Linked DNA regions of Sus scrofa: region 2 is linked to region 1. A link is a contact called in public HiChIP or PLAC-seq data. All regions are on one chromosome and are shown on one strand. Each heading gives the region's core, a stretch centred on a gene start, on an enhancer-like site or on the middle of the called end of the contact. The rest is flanking DNA. Distances are from core to core; before and after follow the strand shown.

Region 1 (4,030 bases), core at 1,407-3,906:
GCTGCTGGGAGTGTCCTCTGCCCTGGCTGGGAAGACTCTAGAACCCAGCAAGTTGCTGCGCAGGGAGCACAGGGCCAAGGGCCTTCGAGGCTGTGACCTGCTCAGAGAGGGGCAGGTGCTGGCGCCTCTCCAGGCCTCTACTGACATATCTGTACCCAGTAACTGAAAGAAGGGGAGCCGTAGTGTCGGACCGGCTATTTCTCAGAGCCGTAAGGCCTACACGGCTCCCTTCGAGAAGAGCAACTCCTGCTTTATATATTTGATATGTCGGGGTTCTAGGAGGGATTTGGTGTTTGAAAAGAATGGTTTTACTGCATTAATGAAAAGAAAAAAGAAAGATTTGAAAGCCAGAGATCTGAATGATCTCCAGGTTTCTCCTACCCCCGCTTCAACACTCAGGACTGCAGGGAAGCCCTAGAGTGGGAGGGTGGCTAGGGTGGAGAACTGGGGCGAAGAGGAGCCAGAGAAGATGGGTCACTGTTAATAAACCTTGGAACCAAAGGCTGCCATTCATTCATTCTTTCATCCATCCAACAAGCACATACTGACACCTAACTGGTGCCAGGCATCGGGGGTACAGTGTGAACGGAAGAGCTGGGGTCCTTGCTTTCATGGAGCTTCCACTGTCAACGGAGAACACACATTAAGTCAGGGCTGCGAAGAGACTAAACCAAAGTGACATGCTTGTGGAGGTGGCGTGTAGGCCGGGTGGAGGGTAAGGCCTCTACGAAGAGCTGAAACCTAAGGATGAGAAGCCAGGCACAGGCCTGTGGCGTGCTGGCAGAAGGAAGGGAAGGCGGGAGGCGTGGGAAGGGCCCTGGCCTACTGGGGGAAGAGCAGGAGGCTGGAGAGGCTGGAGCAGGGTCGGGGGTGGGGGAGCTGAAGGGGAACGATCTCGGGGGCCCAATGATACCTGGCTTGGAGGCCATGTTACAAGCAATTGAGTTTTAAGGAGGAGACTGATGACATCTTATTTCCTTTCTTAAAAAGAGTGATCACTGGCTCTTCCCTGAACCGTGAGTTGTAGGGGGGAGAATGGAAGCAAGAAGACCAGATTTCAGACCAGGAAACTGATGATGGGGGGGCTGGACCAGGTTGGTAAGTCTGGAAATTGAGAGAAGTTGATCAATAGCAGACATTTTTGGAGTTCCCATCGTGGCGCAGTGGTTAACAAATCCGACTAGGAACCATGAGGTTACGGGTTCGGTCCCTGCCCTTGCTCAGTGGGTTAACAATCCGGCGTTGCCGTGAGCTGTGGTGTAGGTTGCAGACGCGGCTTGGATCCTGCGTTGCTGTGGCTCTGGCGTAGGCTGGCAGCTGCAGTTCCGATTAGATCCCTAGCCTGGGAGCAGCCCAAGAAATGGCAAAAAGACAAAAAAAAAAAAAAAAAAAAGACATTTTTTAGAAATAGAATCTATAGGGCTTGCTGATGGGTGGGATGTGGGGGTAGGAGGAAGGGCACCCTGAATCTGGATTTCCCACCTTCCTAGCTGGATGGAGAGTGGGTGTCATTTAGTGTGTGACGGGGGGAGGTGATAGGAAGGATCGGGTTGAGGGAGTCATTTTTAAAAGTTTGAGGTACCTGGGAGTTCCCGTCGTGGCTCAGTGGTTAATGAATCCGACTAGGAACCATGAGGTTGCAGGTTCGATCCCTGGCTTTGCTCAGTGGGTTAAGGATCCAGCGTTGCCATGAGCTGTGGTGTGGGTTGTAGACGCATCTCAGACCCCACATTGCTGTCGCTCTGGCATAGGCGGGTGGCTACAGCTCCGATTAGACCCCTAGCCTGAGAACCTCCAGATGCCACAGGTGCGGCCCTAGAAAAGACAAAAAGACCAAAAATAAATAAACAGATAAATAAAAGTTTGAGGTACCTGTTTAGATATACAAGTGGAAGTGTCAGCGAGCTGCTGGAAATGCGCTTCTGGAGTTTGGGGCCATAGAGAGCAGCCTTTTACAACTCCAGGGTGTGGGGAGGAGGCGCAGGCCATGGACAGGTGAGGAGTGAGCAAACGGGGCACCGATCCTCAGAAAACAGGGCTGGGTGTGCAGGTCCTGGGTGCAGAAACTCCAGAGCAGACCCTAAAGGTGACAGGGGCTTTAGGGGCCGCAAGTCCCCCGTCTCAACTCCGAGTTCACGCCCACTCATTGTTTCATTTCTGTTGGCCTGGGATGTACCTGTCTTTTCCTCTGGTACTGATTCCTTCTGGTTCCAGGCATGTTTCTCACCCTTGCTCGCGCTGGCTTTTCCAGTTTGGTGGGAATTGGGAAAACGTCTGGGACCAGCCCAGTTTCCCACATCGGACGCATCTTCGCTCAGGCATCCAGTGATTCAGTTTCCCTGGTCACAGGTTGAGTTCCACGCCATCCTTCCTCCTTCGCGCCGGGGATTGGTGATCTGCATATGTAAATAAGTGATTAGAAATAATTACGGGCTGAGTCAACAGCTCCACTAGAAATAGAACCCAGGCGTCTTGACACAGAAACCTGGGGTTCACCCCACTGCCGAGCTGACGCGGCGTCCACCCGGCAGCGCGGACCCTTTCCGGGGTAGTCGCAGCCTAGCAGAGATTCAGTTCCTCTGCGGCCCCCTAGCGCTTCGCAGACCTGCGAGAAGCCGGATCAGACGGGGGCGGGACGAGGGCGGGGCCGCGCCGGGCCCGGGGCGGGGCTTATATGTAGGCGGGGCTTCCTCGAGTTCCGGAGTCGAGTCGCTGCCTGGGCCGGAGCGGAGATGCAGCCGCCGCCCCGAAAAGTAAGCTTGGCCTGGCAACGGGGACTCCTGGCAGGCTGGGGGAATGGTGGGGACCAAGGGGGCACTAGGCCCGCGGTGGGGGACGAGGCGTGGGAAGGGGTCAGGGGCCAGTCCCGAAGTAACCGAGGAAAGAGCCCAGCTCCTCCCTGGCCCCGCCCCCTCACCGCTCCCCGCGCGCGGTGTTTTTCAGGTCTCCGCGCCTGGGGTCTTCATCCTCTTTTTACTCCCACAGGTGAAGCCCGCCCAGGAGGTGAAGCTTCGCTTCCTGGAGCAGCTGAGCATCCTGCAGACCCGGCAGCAGAGGGAGGCGGATCTGCTGGAGGACATCAGGTAGCCCCAACCCCCTCTCCACACCCCGACTTTATCTGTCTTAAGCTCCGCCTCTTCAACGCACCACAGCTATCCGGGCGGGCTGGGGTGAAAAGCTCTCCAACCTGCCCATTTACGGCCTTCACCCTAGGCCCGCCTCTCCAGATTCTGGATAGGAATCATCCTTCCAGGTCCACCCCAACACACATAAACGCACGGGGGACCCACCCTCAAGCCCCTTGACGCCACACTCCTCTTCCCAGCCCCCCAAATCAAGCTTAGGGCAGAATCCCTCCTCCCTCTTCCAGACCTGTTGGAAGGCTGGCGGACACTGTTCCCAGGCCCCTGCCAGGCCTTACCTCCAAGCCCACGGATGGTTCCCCGCGGGTGGGGAGGATCCAGCGAGGCTCTGAGCAGTGAGGTGAGGTTGTCCTGGCTGCGGCTGCCCGAGGTGAACTCAAGGACTTTCTCTCTTCCGTCTCAGGCCCTCCTGGTGTGGTCACACTCCAGGCCTGGCTCCCCTCTCCCGACTGCCCAGGCCGAGGAGAGGCTCCAGGGTGGGAGATAAGGACTGAAACAGTAACACCACCCCCCTCCCTCTGCTAATCTCCACAGATCCTACAGCAAGCAGAGGGCAGCCATTGAACGGGAGTATGGGCAGGTATGGGACTCCTTTCTCTGGACCTTCCTCCCCTGGGTTCTAGCCTCCCCCGCACCACCTGCATCTCCACACATACCCCTCTTCTGGTCAAAAGCTAACGCCTAGGGTCAGGAAGATGGGTGTCAAATTCCTATTGTGCTACTTCTCAGCTGTGTGACCTTGGACAAGTGACTTAACCTTTCTTGGCCTCAATTTCTTTCTCTGTAAAATGGGAATAATCCTAATCGTACCTTCATGCAGGGTTGCTGTAAGGATGGAGTAAGTTAATGCGTGAAAAGCCCTTAGCACAGTGAGTGGCATTGTGTTC
Region 2 (3,648 bases), core at 998-3,497, 230 kb before region 1:
GAGTCCCGGGAGCCGCCACATGTCGTCGCCAGTACCATAGAGAGCTGGCGGCCGAGAGAGCGAGGCCGAGCCAGGGGACGGCGGCCAGAGAGGCCTCCGTGGCGCCCTCCGAGTGGCCGAGTCCCCGAGGAAGCTCGCCGCCAGCCAATTAGAAGGCAGCGCGGCCGGAAGAGCCGAGCCCCGCGAAAGGAAGTGGGGGTGTGGGCGTGGCTCGGGCTCGCGGGGAGGTGAACTGTGACAAGGTCACGGGGGTGTGGGTCCCGTCTCCCGTGGAAGCGGTGGCCTGTGCTGCCCGCACAGGGACGAGGGGGTCGCGCCGAGGCGGGGGGGGTGGGTCGCAAGTGGCGAAGCTGAACAGCCTCAGAAGCAGAACCACTGAGAAGTGGGGCGGGAGCGGCCGCGGAGATGCGGGAGGGCGTTGCAGACGCCGTAGAGACGAGAGGGGGAGCATCTTCCCCGGGCCCTGAGGCTAGAGGAGGTGGGAGACACCAGGCCAGTGGCTGGAGGAGAGGAGCGTCAGGGACCGACGGAGGAAGCCGGTGGTCCGAGCTTTCCGCCCGAGGCAGTCGGCCTGGGGATGCAGCCCCAGGCCCGACTGGATAGGCGAGGAAAAACTGCGGGCGGGGTTCGGACTTGGGGGCTCCAGCTGCGGCTCACCACGGAGCCCCCGCTGAGCCCTTCTGCTGTCTGGGCCTCAGTCTGTCCCATAACAGGGTCAGATGGAGTGATCTCACTGGTCCTTCCTGGTTGGACAAGAACAGCTTGAATGGCCGCTTTCAAAATACCTACGAGGAGACTGGCCCCCTCCACACACACACACACCCCCCCCCGCGTGTTAATCAGAGCTCTCACCTTTAGACCCAGCCGGTGTTATCTGTGTGTCCTTTTGTTGAGCAAAGAATGGGACCTCTCACCACACTTGAGTCCATGAAATAAAGGAGCTCAAATTCAAAGTAAGCTTACACTTTCTCCTGGGTATGTGACTTCCACGTTGGTGGACGTCTATCTGGGGTACCTAGGTTTAGGCCCAGGCATATGTATGACAGGTGTAATGATTTGATCCAACAATTTTGAGCCATATGTCAGCCACCATCCTGGAATCCTGAGAAGACTGATGAGCAAAGAGCATTTGTGGTCCAGTGTCCTAAGAGTGGCCTCCAGAGTTCCACAAATGGTTTGAAGCCCAGCTTTCTTACTTTCTCGTTTGGTATTTTGGGACACCTAACCTTTTTAAAGCCTCAGGTTCTTCATGTATAAAACAGGAGAAATAACATCTCGTGCAATTATGAGGCTTAAAGAACACATTTAAAATGTTTAGCATGGTTTCTGGCACACAGTAAGAGCCTAATAAATGTAATTTGCTATTAATTGCAGTGGTGAAGGAGCTGCGTAGGCAAAGGGCATAGATAGGTTCCAAGAGAAGCGTGAGCACTGGGTGAAGGGACACCACGGAAGCGTTCATAAAAGCACCCGCATTTGAGCTGAACCTTTAAATATGAGCAAGAGGTCACTAGGGTTGTGAACTGCCAGCAGAAGAAACTGAATAAATAAAGGACCGGAAGTGTGAATACTGGGAAACTTCAGAAATACTCTTGTTTGGGGATTTGGGGCAGCCACCTCTCACACTCCTTGTGTGACTGCCTCAGAATCCAATAACACACATGCTGGTTCGACTCTCTTCTTGGTAGCACTTCTGCGCCCTCCCTCATGTCGCCTGTCTGCAGGCGATGTCATTTCTCAAGGCTTGGCCACACCCAGTTTCTCCGCAATGCCTCTCCAGTTGTTTGCTCTCCACTTTGCCCTGTTCCTGTAGCACCTGATTGCTTAGCACACAGTTGGGCAGTGATGACATGTCCTGTTACTTAATCATCTCATTTGGGTGACTCTCATCTCCCAGGTCTCCCTGAGGGCAGGGATGGCGGTTTCCCACTTGGCATCCCGCACGAGGCTGGACACCGTCAGCCCCCACCGTAGAGGTTCAGGCAACACCCGTTGGCTCGGCTGGACAGATGCCTTTGTGCTGATGATTATTGTGGACAAGACACCCGACCTCAGTCGTGGGATGTATTGATTTGCGTGGAAATGTATTCATTCCACGCATACTGAGGGCCCGCCAGTGTTTAAAGTGAGTTGAAAAATTTTGAAGACAATGTCTATTCTTAAATGGAAGATGGCATATTCCGATGTCTCTTTTCCCTCGAAGCCTTTTGAACGCTAACGGAGCACTGGAGTGAGGGCGTTTCACGAGGGCCGCTGGAGTCCTCCCTGCACCCTCGATGACCTGTTCAGTGCCACCAGAGAGATGACAACTTTGTTGCCTTGCCTTTCACTTGGCCTGAATTTCCAGGCCTGAACCATTAGCCATTCTCTTCTGCTCCCAAGGTTGCTCTGTGTTGCTGGCTTTCAGCCCAACGTCCATCGGACTAAATCCCTCTACAAAGGCACGCTGGCTAACTTACATCGGAACTTAGTGCCCAGACGCCCAGTTAATCACCTTTTGTTGACGCCATCGTGTACTAGAGAGTGTTTCTAGACATTTGTTGTTGCCTTCGTTTTGAGACCTTCTTAATTTGCATTCATCACATCTATAAGAGCTTATTCGGTGCTGGAGAATGTCCTGAGTATAGAGCAATTTTTTTTACATGATACAAAACATGGACGTGGTCCCTGCCTTCATGAAGAAGATTGTCTAGCAGAGCAGCCACCCTCAGTGGACAATTAAAATCCAGAATGATCCTTCAGTTATATATCGAAGCGTACCAAACATTCCAAATTTTGTGGCTTAAAACAAGCATTTTGTTATGACGTCACAATTCTGTGAATTGACCAGGCTCAGCTGGGTACCTGTGCCGGTCTCACTTGTGGTTTGTCATGAGGTGGCAGCTGGAGTCATATGAAACCTTGACCAGGCCTCTTTCTTTCTCCATGTTGTCCCAGGGCCCTTCCAGCTGGATAGGTGGACTTCTTAAACAGTGGCGCAGAGCTTTTAAAAGTTCAAAAGTGGAAACGGCCAGGCTTCTTCAGGCCTAGGCCTGGAACCCACAGCATGTCACTTCTCCCGCACTCTGTCAGGTAGAGCAATTCCCAGGGTCATCTCAGACTCAGTGTCGTGGGGAAAGACACAAGGGCACCAATACTGGGGGGGGTGTGATTTAAAGTATGGGGTGCTATAGGAACACCCAGAGGAGGCTCATAACCTAGATGTGGAAGTCAGGAAGACTGCCTGGAAGCGGCGACTGCTAACTGATGAACCTGAGTGATGAGACCTGGGAAGGGAAAATACACTTCGGGCAGGGGAAACAGCTGGTGAAAGAGCCAGGGAGGCAAAGAAAGCAAAATCTAAGATCAGTATGGGGAGTTCCCCCTATGGCACAGGGGCTTAAAGATCTGGCATTGTCTCTGTGGAGGCATGAGTTTGATTTCCAGCCCAGTGCAATGGGTTAAAGGACCCAGTGTTGCCGGAGCTGTAGTGTAGGTTGCAGCGGAAGCTCGGATTCAATCCCTGGCCTGGGAACTTCCATATACTGTGGATGTGGCCAAAAAAAAAAAAAAAAAAAGGGTCAGCAAGGCTATAGCTAGGGCAGGGGACAGTGGAGGGGGTGACATAGGATTGCAGCCCTTTACTCTAGAGAGCTAATGGGGCAGGAT

Evidence for each region. HiChIP or PLAC-seq counts read pairs in DNA pulled down with a chosen protein or histone mark.
Region 2: an H3K27ac HiChIP or PLAC-seq map of alveolar macrophages shows a contact between it and region 1. The contact joins the promoter of KIAA0141 here to the promoter of FCHSD1 in region 1. A contact is called at or near these places in 1 of 5 promoter capture datasets (fetal skeletal muscle) and 1 of 2 datasets of contacts at active chromatin or transcription factors (alveolar macrophages).

Annotation. Positions count from the first base shown.
Region 1 is chr2:143,300,547-143,304,576 of Sscrofa11.1, reverse strand. It overlaps FCHSD1 (F-BAR and double SH3 domains protein 1), which reads left to right and starts at 2,656. Exons shown (of 20, transcript XM_005661768.3): 1 at 2,656-2,753; 2 at 2,986-3,083; 3 at 3,678-3,723. The coding sequence starts at 2,733. LOC106509593 (a long non-coding RNA gene) reads right to left here and starts at 2,560. Exons shown (of 2, transcript XR_002341950.1): 1 at 1,873-2,560; 2 at 291-1,342. ARAP3 (arf-GAP with Rho-GAP domain, ANK repeat and PH domain-containing protein 3) reads left to right here. Exons shown (of 33, transcript XM_003124002.4): 33 at 1-501.
Region 2 is chr2:143,526,464-143,530,111 of Sscrofa11.1, reverse strand. It overlaps KIAA0141 (death ligand signal enhancer), which reads right to left and starts at 2,247. Exons shown (of 12, transcript XM_021084941.1): 1 at 1-2,247. The coding sequence starts at 21.